Linked DNA regions of Bombyx mori: region 2 is linked to region 1. A link is a contact called in public Hi-C data. All regions are on one chromosome and are shown on one strand. Each heading gives the region's core, a stretch centred on a gene start, on an enhancer-like site or on the middle of the called end of the contact. The rest is flanking DNA. Distances are from core to core; before and after follow the strand shown.

Evidence for each region. A called contact is a pair of places that touch in the nucleus more often than the background predicts.
Region 2: a contact with region 1 is called in a Hi-C map of posterior silk gland, with 1.8 times the contacts expected there. The contact joins the enhancer-like site here to the promoter of LOC101735682 in region 1. A contact is called at or near these places in 3 of 7 Hi-C or Micro-C datasets (middle silk gland, posterior silk gland and whole pupa).

The regions. Positions count from the first base shown.
Region 1 is chr19:8,856,778-8,862,928 of ASM3026992v2, reverse strand. LOC101735682 (midasin) reads right to left here and starts at 2,455. Exons shown (of 41, transcript XM_062674030.1): 1 at 2,244-2,455; 2 at 1,504-1,760; 3 at 650-898. The coding sequence starts at 2,333.
Region 2 is chr19:8,898,311-8,904,461 of ASM3026992v2, reverse strand. It overlaps LOC101735682 (midasin), which reads right to left. Exons shown (of 41, transcript XM_062674030.1): 35 at 5,568-5,722; 36 at 4,606-4,731; 37 at 4,141-4,325; 38 at 2,946-3,151; 39 at 2,417-2,622; 40 at 1,349-1,702; 41 at 1-301. The coding sequence ends at 116. Among protein-coding and RNA genes, the nearest start is that of LOC101746459, 16 kb to the left of the region's middle. Within about 2 kb of position 3,046, at least 1 of the 8 cell types and tissues checked has open chromatin away from gene starts, as enhancers often do.

The DNA of each region.
Region 1 (6,151 bases), core at 1,206-3,705:
TGACTTTTGGACAATTATTGGTAAATCAGAAAAACGAATTATTGACTTTGTATTCCATTGGCAGTCACAAAACTCTTCTGAACGACATCTTAGATAAATAACAGATTAAGTATTAACCTTTATTTAATGCAGGTTTTGAACCGTATTCTTTGAACGAGACGATTATATTCAAATCAATCTGTATTGACATATCAATACCATTTTTTTGTCCAAATGCAGATTGCCACCTTTGATAATAGACGACTCATTTCTCAAACTAAATTTTATTATGAATTTTGAAAGATTTTCTTTTATAAAAGAAACGTTTAGAAAAGTATTGTAAGGTTACTAAGTATGTGTTTTAATAATAGCCTAGTGAGATCTGCTCCCCAAGATAGATAGGCAGTGTTGTTGTTGAGTCCTAATATGAAGATATTAAATATGTAGTATTTATACCTTAATTTTTTACACAATTAGATATCAACTGACACATCCATCTAACCATAAAGGAATGAGGAAAAAACTGCAACCTACTTTTGGTTGGTCTAATAAATAAATAATGTTACTTTGTGCTACTAGATCATTTCCATTCAGGCTTCTGCAGCAGCAATTCATATATTCGTAACGTTGTATTCAAGAATTTCAGTTACTCAATTTTATTTTTACTTACCATCTTATCTCAACGTTATCATGATTACTGAAGTTCTCAACAAATTTGGTCCAATCCCATTTAACAGACAATTCGTTTGGCAGCTTCGTAAGTAAAGTGTAGCAGCAGTTCACTATTTGTTGATCATTAATCTTCTGTCTGCAGTCGAGCAGCCGACGTTTCTTTGGAGCAACATTGTAACCTTCTTCGTGATATATGAACACCTCAAATGGTGGTACTTTATTGATCTCAAAGTATTTAAGGGCATATCTGAAAATGAAGTTGGTTTACATAATTCAAACATAGTGACTATTACAAAGGATTATAAAAATTTAAGAAATCTCATCAATAAAAAACTTAACTATCAATTTACATGCATTCATATCATCATTCATGAGTCTAATGTTTTCAGTTTTTCATGTTTTCAAGGTTAATAAATAAATAAATAAAAAATTAAAAATGTTCGTCAATAACAACATGATGTGTCCTGCTTAAAAATAATTTGCAGAGTTCTCACTGATGGGAAGACTTTTTTCCGACTCACCAACAGGTTAGCATTATACCTTCTAGAGCAAAAATGACGTCAGCTAAACAATTGCTTTAATGGACGTAAAATGTCTCTATGAATTTTTAGAAAGTACTAAGAGTTTAGGATTCTAGAGTTGGATTATAAAATTTCTATGGAAACTGTATTTAAAAAACAAGGAAACTTTCCCTAATTAATTGTTTTAGGATTCATCACTACTAGGTGAATGGTTTAATTATGCTTAGAAGATATCTTAGAAACATTCATTTTATTTGTACATACCTTAAAGCTTTCGAACTAGGTAGAACTGTCCAAATTTTATTACTAAATGAAGTTAACAAACACTTACTGCAAAATATCAGGGTGATCACATAAAGTAGCTAATATCACAGAATACTCCAAATGAGCAATCTTTTCAGAATCACTACATTTTATGTAATCAGGGCTGGAGAAAATAGCTTTTAGTGGTATCTTCAATGACACTAATGCCAGTAGTATATTTGATAAATATGTTTTGAACAATATAGCATCATCAATTTTGAGAATGTAATCTGATAAAATTTTCACAATATCTTGAATTTCTAATGCTTTTTTTGATAAAGATGTCTGAAAAAAAAACCATCTTCATTATTTATTGCATACATCTTGGATTTTTGTTTAGTGTCAAAGTGGGATAAATAATACTAGTCTTACCAAAGGACAATCCAGGAGTTATTTTTACTAATTTATATTTACATATTGATAGGATACGGATTATAACTGTATTCTCATTAAAAATAGGTGTTTGATTACATTTCATTAATTACATTTCAGTTAGTTCTGAAGGCCTCCAAAATAATAAGAAAATAGTGCTAACCTTAAATACTCGACGATAAATTATAATTAAGTCACATGTGTGCCTTTAATATAATTATCACCATTAATGAATTTACTTTGTTTATCAACATGCAATTCGAAAGTGAACTTTTTCGGTATCTCAAAAATTTAATTTCACTGAAATTCTATGTACGTAAATACTGGCAGGGTAATGCACGGATATAAATAAGTGAAATAGATATTTTGGTTAAATAACGATAAACAAATACTAACCTTTAGATTTTCACATAATATCTTGAGCTCCTGGGTTCCTGTTTCAGAGCCTATTTTGTTTAGACCAGACAACATATATGAAATAGACATCTTACCAAGCCTTCAGTTTACTTTTTCATTCAGAACGATAAAACTTAGAGATTTTCATTAATATTAAGCGTGCCGCAAGTGCAGCACGTTCTCAACAAACACAACACGGTAGGTAGGTCTACCACGTGAATTGTTGACATTGACATTGACAACGACATATTAGTTTTAAAGTCATTTTCAACCATAGACCTACTTCAGTGCTTTCAACATAGATTTTCAAGGAAATGTAAAACATACACTGTACAAAAGAAAAATTTGTGCAAAAGTAATAGCACTCATACTGATCTAATTCGAACGAGAATTCGCTTAGGATAATTAATGAATAAATCTTGCAGGGCACAACCCGCTGAGTTTCTTGCTGGATCTTCTCAGTGGGTTGCGATTCCGATCTGGTAGTGAATACAGCGAAGCTCTCCTCTTATTATGGCTTAGGTTAGCGATTTCTTTCAGGTTATATCTCGTGGGTTCGCTTACGAGAACATACGTAGCTGGCCTAGCCCCTCAAGGCTATCAGCGATTATATAGGGAAAATATATTTATAGCAACATTGAAGTGTTTGTAATGTCAAAATAAGCTTCTTACTTTATGCACACAAAGAATTAAACGGTGTTTAAAAATAAACCTTCTGTCTGTCGGCACTTATTCTGGCGTATCTCCAAAACAGATATCGATTTTATCTTTCATTGACAGCTAACGAATGGGCTAAGAAGTATCCAAAGCTACTTTTCTTTTAAGAAATGAAGCTGATGAAATTGTAAAGATCCAACCAACTACTTTTATTAACGTTGTGTAGGTTGGTAAAGATGCTGTGCAGAAATGTACAAGATACTACCAAATTTTACATTAGACAACACATGAACACATTGCAGGGCTGTCAACGAACCGCCAACTACATGTTTTTAACCCACCCAGGCATAAAAGTTCCAACATCTTATTATTTGGTGTCTTACGCCATCAACCGCTTTTAATCTATTATACGACGACAATCAGCAATTTTGCATCGTTCAATTTAAACAGTACGAAGCGTAATTAATTGAATAGTATTGAATACTAAGACTAAATTTCATAATATGGCTGTATAACAACCGAAACGCCACGCCGGCTGCACCGGTAGCCGCACCTGATCGCACGTTGCGACCAATCAGGGGCTCTCGTTGTCGGCTCCAAGCGCGACTCAAAGAGTAGTGAGCGAGGGGTTTCCCTATTAGAACGCCGCACGCGCGCCTTTCATTTTTACTTTTATTACCATTATCCATTTGAAGTATATCAAATTACAAATAAAATTATTGTGTCTTTAAAATGAAAAGTTGGTAATTTATGGGCAACTTTCTACTGGAAATGACTTTTGGCGGGAACGCGAGGAGCGAATTGTATGAAATGTTTTTTTTTGTAACAACGGTGGTTTTTTAACTATTTAGTATCTGTGAAAGTGCACAAAATGTGTGAAAATGAAAAAAGGCGCAAGACGCAGCATTTCAGAATCTTTCAAAAAGTCCAATTGAAAAGTTTCATTAAATAACCACCATTTTACTGAGATTATATTTTATCCCGTATAATTTCTATGAGAGAGGAGTGAGACAGGGAGATGTGATATCTCCGAAACTGTTTATCACTGCTCTGTAGGATTCCTTCAAGCTTCTGGAATGGCAAGGTCTTGGCATCAATATTAACGGCGAATACATCACTCATCTTCGGTTTGCCGATGACATCGTGGTCATGGCAGAGTCGCTGGAAGATTTAGGGCGTATGCTCGGTGACCTCAGTAGGGTTTCTCAACAAGTGGGTCTTAAAATGAACATGGACAAAACAAAAATCATGTACAATGTCCATGTTGCACCCACCATAGTTACTGTTGGGAGTTCTACTCTTGAAGTTGTTGACGAATATATATACCTAGGACAGGCAGTCCGATTAGGTAGGTCCAACTTTGAGAGAGAGGTCAGTAGACGGATCCAACTCGGCTGGGCAGCGTTCGGTAAACTGCACAACGTCTTCTCGTCCAAAATACCTCAGTGCCTTAAGACAAAAGCGTACAACCAATGTGTGTTACCAGTGATGACTTACGGCTCGGAGACGTGGTGCTTCACTAGGGATCTTTTTAGAAGGCTCAAAGTCGCGCAGCGAGCTATGGAGAGGGCTATGCTCGGCATTTCTCTACGTGATCGAATCCGAAATGAGGAGATCCGTAGAAGAACGAAGGTTGCTGACATAGCCCGTAGAATTAGTGAACTGAAGTGGCAATGGGCCGGCCACATAGCACGAAGAGAGGACGGTCGATGGGGCAGAAAGATCCTGGAGTGGCGACCACGTACTGGCAAGCGCAGTGTGGGACGGCCACCTACTAGATGGACCGACGACCTAGTAAAAAGCGCTGGGTCTCGTTGGATGCAGGTGGCAATGGACCGGTCGCACTGGAAATCTATTGGAGAGGCCTATGTTCAGCAGTGGACGGCGATAGGCTGAAATGATGATGATGATGATGATGATGATAATTTCTATTCATTTAATTTCATCCCGATTGATTAATGTCTCAAATTAATTAACTTCATTTCATTTCACTCCAAATATTTTTTCTTAATACAGAATAGCATAGATTATACACTTAATATATTTGCAGAATAGTACCGGTAAAATGGGGCGATTAGGGATTGAGAGGCGAATCGAAAAAAAAACGGGAAAATCTTTCGACGCTCAATATAAGTTTTATATTCGTTGCAAAATCTTCCATTTTTTGTAGTTTAATAGTAGAATGTTGAAAGTTCACAAAACAACTCTGAATATGAATGATAATAGCTGCTAACTTATAAAAAATCGGGTTTCAAATTAACTTCCTGTGGTGGTAATTATTTTAGTGCTAGAAACTTTGCTCTCTTTTATTTATTTGATAATAATAGAAGACGACTGTGATTTATAAACGTTATTTAGTGTTTGAACCAGCATATATATTAAAGGTGAGTCTCAGTTGTGATTGGTTTTAATGTATTTGATAAAATAAAAATACATGTAAAAATCTGTTGTTTTTGGGGATATTGGGGACGTCTTAGGTACAAATAACAACGAATAAGGGGTCAATTGGGATAAGAATACGTGAAATGGAAACGACCTAAGTATAAATAGGTACAGGTTTGTAGGGTTGTCTATGTAGTTATAACAATATATTTTAAATTTGTTGGTAAAAATCTGGTTTATTCATGATGTCTTTGTCTAGAACTTTTATTCAAAATTATCAATGTGTTATTTTATTGTTTGGTAAATATTTATATTATCAGAAATCGCCTGACTTCCGCCCTTCACTGGGGATGGAGGGCGGGGCATGTCGGAGTCGAACCGACTAAAACCTCCTGTCTCTCAACAACCAACGTCCAAACCTCGCATGACAAAACTCATGAAAAGGCAAAGGGGGGAAAGTGAAGCGTTTAGTGCGGAGCACATCTCTCTCATCACCCTCCCCCTCGGGACGCCGGACTGGCGGTCGTCGGCGCCATGACCACCAGCCCTCTCGGTCGGCAGACTATCCGAAGCCCGCCTAGATGGCGCCGGTTAGAATGGTCTATCCTACGGAATACCCCGCTGGGTCAGAACCAGCGTGGGTTGAGGATAGCCGGCCTTCCATCACCCGGATGCTCATGCATAAAACGCGTGCAGAGCAGCTTGCACGTCGTCTTCTTAGGCCCCCTATATTATCAGTTACGTATTGTTTTCTATTTTTAGATATGCCTCGCGTGTACGTATCAAAGAGTGCAAAGCCTTTTATGAGATATGATCCTTTAATATTAAAAACAGCAATAGAAGCCTATGAAATTGGGAATAAGTCTTTA
Region 2 (6,151 bases), core at 1,797-4,296, 41 kb before region 1:
TCGCCCATGGACTTCAGCAATGCCAAGGGTAGAGCCAAGCCGCTACCTACCGCTTACACTGGTACTATTTTGGAAAGAGAAACAAAACGGTCTAAATGTTTTTTTTTCTCCTTATTTAGCTAACATTAGCGGCCAGTTCGAACCATTGCCGCAGCGCGTCTCCCAGTACAGTTGGTAGCGCGGATATATCCCGCAATATTAGATAGAACGGGAACGGGAACGAGTCTAAATACGACTCGAATCTCAACAGGCTGTTCGTAGCGGGGTCTAGTATCGGTCGTCTGATGTCCATTATCGAGTCCTGGAACAAATTACTTTCAATTAGCCCCCGAAAGTCCAATATCAAATGACTTCAAAACTTGAATACATTTTTAACCGACTTCAAAAAAGGAGGAGGTTCTCAATTCGACTGTTATTTTTTTATATTTGTTACCTCATAACTTTCGACTGGGTGAATCGATTTTGATGATTCTTTTTTATTAGAAAGCTGACGCTTCCCGTGTGGTCCCATTTCAATTTAGTCCAGTTCTGATAATGGTATACACGAGAAAACTATATAAGTCTTAAATTTGCATTAAGTACGTGGGCGACAGATACTTAGATGTATAACTCAATATCACGCCAACCGATTTCGATGATTATTGTTTTTAGTGTATATTAATATGTTTTGGAATATCTTTTTTTTCTATTTGAAGTCGGTTTTTGTTAAAGCATGTCTATTTACAATATTCCCCCTACCTATTCGCTGGTAGCCTAAGAGGCTTTCCAGCTATGCGCGGACGGGTGGATGAGCTCACGGGCTCAACCTGAGAGAATTTGCTAACACTAGCCCTAGCATGAGCGGTGCTTCGCAGAATCTACCACCGGATCGGAAACGCGACCCACTGAGAAGATCCGGCGAGAAACTCAGTGGGCTGTGTCTGTGGGTTAGTTCGCTTGTAGAACTCTTGGTAGTATTCGACGAGTTCGACAAGGACGGTGACCGGTGCTTGAGAAGTCTAAAAGCATCGAAAGTGAATCCGGGGGAATGAAAGAAATGTTTCGGGCGAGGGCGGCTTTGCGTCGCGGTGGGATAAATACTGTTACCACCTACCCTCAATACAGGTCGAAATATCAATTGTATAATTGTCCTACAATACAAACCAGAATGCATGACATCTTTTGGCAGCAGAAATAGACCAGATGGTGGTACCTACCGATAACCGCTACCACCAGTAATAATAAAATAATTATACCTTACATTGCATCACACAAGTGAGGTAGGTATTTACTTGGAAAAACTGCCGGAGGATTTGAACAGAACTTGTTATTACAGACAAAACATTCGTATAGATTTGAGAAAGCTCACCTTATTATGAGGGTTGTCGATGATGACGTAAACTAAGAATATCCCTTGCTGTTTCGCCCTTCTGACCGCCTGGAGTACCTTCGTTTCACCTTCAGAGAATATTCCTCTACCGTCGCTTACTATAACTAACAATTTAGCGTTCAGGGCATCACTCTTCACGGTCTGTTCTTCGAATAAAACCGTACAATAGTCCAGCAGTTGAGCTATCTTAGTTTTATTCTGTTCGAAACGTAACTGTTCGAGAATCTTCGAGCCGGAATGTTCTGAGAATTGTTCGGTGAACGGGTGCAAGAGGTTCGGTTTCTCGCCGAAACTCAAAACGGCTAAATCACCTGATTCCAGTAGATTTAAAGCCTGGAAATAAAAATAAAAATGTATTATTGCTGTATTTATCAAAACACCCGTTATAAGATCATTGATTGGTACCGCTTGCTCAAATATCACAACAAGCTGTATATTCGCACATTGATAAGACTGACCCTATTAAAAAAATTCTTTTTTTTAATTTGAAGCACTTAAAGTTTCATCAAACAGTCGTGTCGTCAATAGTTTTGCACCAAAATTAATAAAAAAGAAAATATCAGAGTTATACTTTTCGCGCTGAGAGGCGGTATATAACTATCCACGGTATCTACCTATACCGGTATTTATCCACTATTACAAACACAATTTTCCGTATAGTGGCGGTATTTTTAATAATGTGCAATATACATATTACTGGCGGTAGGACCTCTTGTGAGTCCACACGCCACCACCCCGCCTATTTCTGCCGTGAAGCAGTAATGCGTTTCGGTTAGAAGGGTGGGGCAACCGTTGCAACTATATTGACACCTTAGAACTCATATCTCAAGGTGGTTGGCGGCATTTACGTTGTAGATGTATATGGGCTCCAGCAACCACTTAACACCAGATGGGCTGCGAGTTCGTCCACCAATCTATAAAAAACTTCTTATCTAGTCTCATATAACACGGTTTGGCACAACAGGGACTTTATGGGAACGTATCTACCGTTAATATAAGTATAAGAGGGTTAACTGTATTATAAAAATTAAAATGACCCTTATTCACCTGAGATACGAGCGCTAAGCTCTCGAAGGCCAACTCTTTGCTCCTGTTATCGGACATAGAACTGGAATCGTCGACGGCTATAGCGATCTTGTACTCTCGTTTTGCCGGCTTTGTCCTCCGCAGCCAGATGCGATCCTTGCGGAAGTGTGACGCGATGTATGGAATAATTCGACGCATGTTAATGGCACGACCAGTTCGAAAATCGCCTGAAAGTTGAAAAAATATTTCAATCTAATAATGATATAGTCACACCGAAATGCTGGAAGAGTCATATCGCGTCACACAGTATTTATAAGTTAGATTAGTTTTCGTTATCGTGTTGTTTTGTCGTATAGTTGTAAGGACCATTGTGTACAAATTCAACACTTTGTCTTGCTTAGTCGTGTGCACTTGGCTTATTTTGCAAGCCAGATTTTGTTTCTTTTTACTTTTTGTTATTTTTTATGCATATTTTTAGCTTTTGATGTGTATTGTGTGCGAAATAAATAAATAAATATTGCTATTAAGAAAAAAAGTGTGTATAGTTTACCCGCTCGTCGCGACCGTCCAGTGGGTTCTAGCACCAGACGCAGCCGTTCGCAGAGCGCGCGCGCGGACGCGGCCGAGTCCCGCCACAGCGCGCGCCACGCCGCCGCGCCCCCCGCACCCCCCGCCCTACCGCACGCCAGCCACTCCCGTATACTCATGTACTGCTCGATCGTCATCTCCTCCGGTTGGACATCCTCTTGCTCCAATCTGTAGACGAAAATATATGCTTTAAGCTTTATTCAATTACATGGCAAGACCTGATGTTCGTCAACAAATTAATAAAAATTGGCTCGGAAGACAGGCAGCTTATAAATCAAAACAAAGGTAAATGGTATGATGAAATAAATAATGAAATAGTTATTAAACCCTGGTTCGCTAGGAGCAAATCTTTCTGTAAAAAGAAATTCTACACACAAATTTGTAGACTGAGATTTGTCCATTGCAAATTTAACGCTGATGACTGCTTTACCGAATGAAAATAAGTTCACCAAATTGCAATGAATGCTCCTTAAATGAAGAACAAACAATACTTTACTACTTTAAGCTCTACCAATATCCCGGCCTTGACTTCATTATATGGATTAACCGTCAACCGACTTAAGTGAGGCTGTATCCGAAGTGTTATAGGCAAGTTCTTCTTTTTCTTTATAATTTTTGACTCCGGCACAGTTTGTGCATTAGCCAGCGTCAAGTAATAAGATTTTTATGATTCGCCGTTTTAATTATTTACACTTGATGAATAATAAAAAGCGAAGGAAACTTAATCAATTGGCATGAAATTAAATGAAATGAGATGAGATGATATGGGATGAAATATAATCTCAGTAAAATGGTGTTCATTCATTGAGACTATTTCAGTGGACTTTTCGGTGGATCCCGAGAAGCTACGTTCAGCGGCTTGGTTTCATTTTCCCACATTTGTGCACTTTCACAGATACGAAACAGTTAATAAACCACCGTGTTTACACATTTAAACCTGAAGAAACACTAAATAGACAAAATAAAACAAGTCACACAACTTCACTCCTCGCGTTCCCGCCAAAAAGTCCTTAAGTGCAAGTTGAATATTTGGTTTTTACAGTCATAATACATAATTACCATCTAAAATGTACTTGAATTGAAAACTATTTAACAAATGATGACACAAAAGCTCGTACGTCCATTAAAAAAAAAACATTTATAAAGACAATTCGTACCGTGTATGATAAGTAGTGTCAGTTCCTCTGGCAACACTAGAGGTATCAATTTTTTCTCCTTCCACTTCCATACCGGTTTCGCCAGTGGGCTCCTCTCCGGTTTCATTTTTGTTGCCAGATTTATCTTTGTCTTTTTCAGCACTTTCTCCCATCTTTTCCGGTTTAAGTTCTTTCGATTTCTCAACCTTTTTAAAAGACATACATATTGTATAATTTTTTTTATTTATTAGCATAATTAGCACCTTAGAACTTTACGAAATAGCATAACAAAAAAACATCACTATCGTTTTTTTGTATGATTGTATGAAAATTTCTTGTCTTATTGATGTCATTTACATAACAAAACTCGAAAAATAAAACACAGTAATTTTTTATTCTGTGCTTATTTTAAAAGGCTTTTAGAGGTCACAAAAACATCAGTGACGTAAAACACATGACGTCACAGAAATGTTTTTTAAATTATACCTGTAATTCTTCATCGTCAACTTCCATAGGAACTTGTTCATCTTCCTTCAGTTCTTCGCCTTCATCTTCTTCTTTCTGTATCACCGGCTGTTCATTGGCTTGTTCTTTGGTTGCTGCGTCTAACGCCTTTGAAAATTGAACTATATATATTTTTTTTATTACTTATATGTGTGGACGAGCTCACGTCTCACCTGGTGGTTACTGGAGCTCATAGACATCTACATCGTAAATTCCGCCACTCGCTTTAAGAGTTTCAAGGTCTAACAGTACAACGGCTGCCCCGCCTTTCAAACCGAAACGCATTACTGCTTCACGACAGAAATAGGAAGGGTGGTGGTACCTACCCGCGCGGACTCACAAGAGGTCCTACCACCTTTAATTACGCATATAATTTTGCGGGTTTGATTTTTATTACACGATGTTATTCCTTCACCGTGGAAGTCAATCGTGAATATTTGATAAGTACGTATTTCATTAGATAAATTGGTACCTGTTTACGAGATTCGAACAGCGTTGCAACGCTCGATACGAATACTCCGGGTGTCTTATCCTTTAAAAAGAATCGTATGATTTTAGACATCAAACAATGTCTTATGTTATGCTAGCTGACCCGGCAGACTTCGTAGTGCCTCAACCGATAAATAAAAGACCTAAACTTTTGTATAGAATAAACATAAAAGAAACAAGCGATCCGTCCGACGGGAGACACATCAAAGGTAAAACAAAATTGTTATTTTTATTTAATTTCGAGAATTTTCATATTTATCTACCTTTTAAACCTTCTCTGGACTTCTACAAATAATTCAAGACCAAATTAGCCAAATCGGTCCAGCCGTTTTCGAGCTTTAGCGAGACTAAAGAACAGCTATTCATTTTTATATATATATAAAGGTATTTTGTGTGTGTTTATTTAGTATTATTACAACTGGTTTCAGTGACATAACGTTTGATTTTGTTTGTACCTGTAAATCATCCTTTTTAGCTTGTTTCACATGTTGGAAGGCATCGGCGTCGCTTTCATCTTCATCATTGACATCGCCGCCCTCTTCTGCGTTATCATCTTCCCGCTCAACGTTCAATGTCTGCATTTGTTTATGTTTCCTCTCAGTAATGTCACCTGCGTAACCAAAATGCGAATGTAGAAACAATATAAAACAACGTGCAGCTATAATTGGTTGGTTCCTTATTGCTTGAAATCGAAACTGGGTCTTATCTTTTGACTGACTCGGTGGTGCAGTAATTCGCAATCCTGACTGTTGCGCTGAGGGTCGAGGGTTCGATTCCCACATCGGGCAAACAATCGTGTTTTTTTTTTATTTATTTTTTTGCTTGGATGGAATCGTGTAATGAAAAGATTGGTTTGCTCTTTGTTTGGGTGTTTATTATCTATATATGTATATCGTCGTTGCAAATATAAAATCTCCTATTTTGGGCCAAAATGATATTTTCATATATTATGAAAGTTATTTTGAATATCATTTTTTTTTATTGCTTAGATGTGTGGACGAGCTCACAGCCCACCTGGTGTTAAGTGGTTACTGGAGCC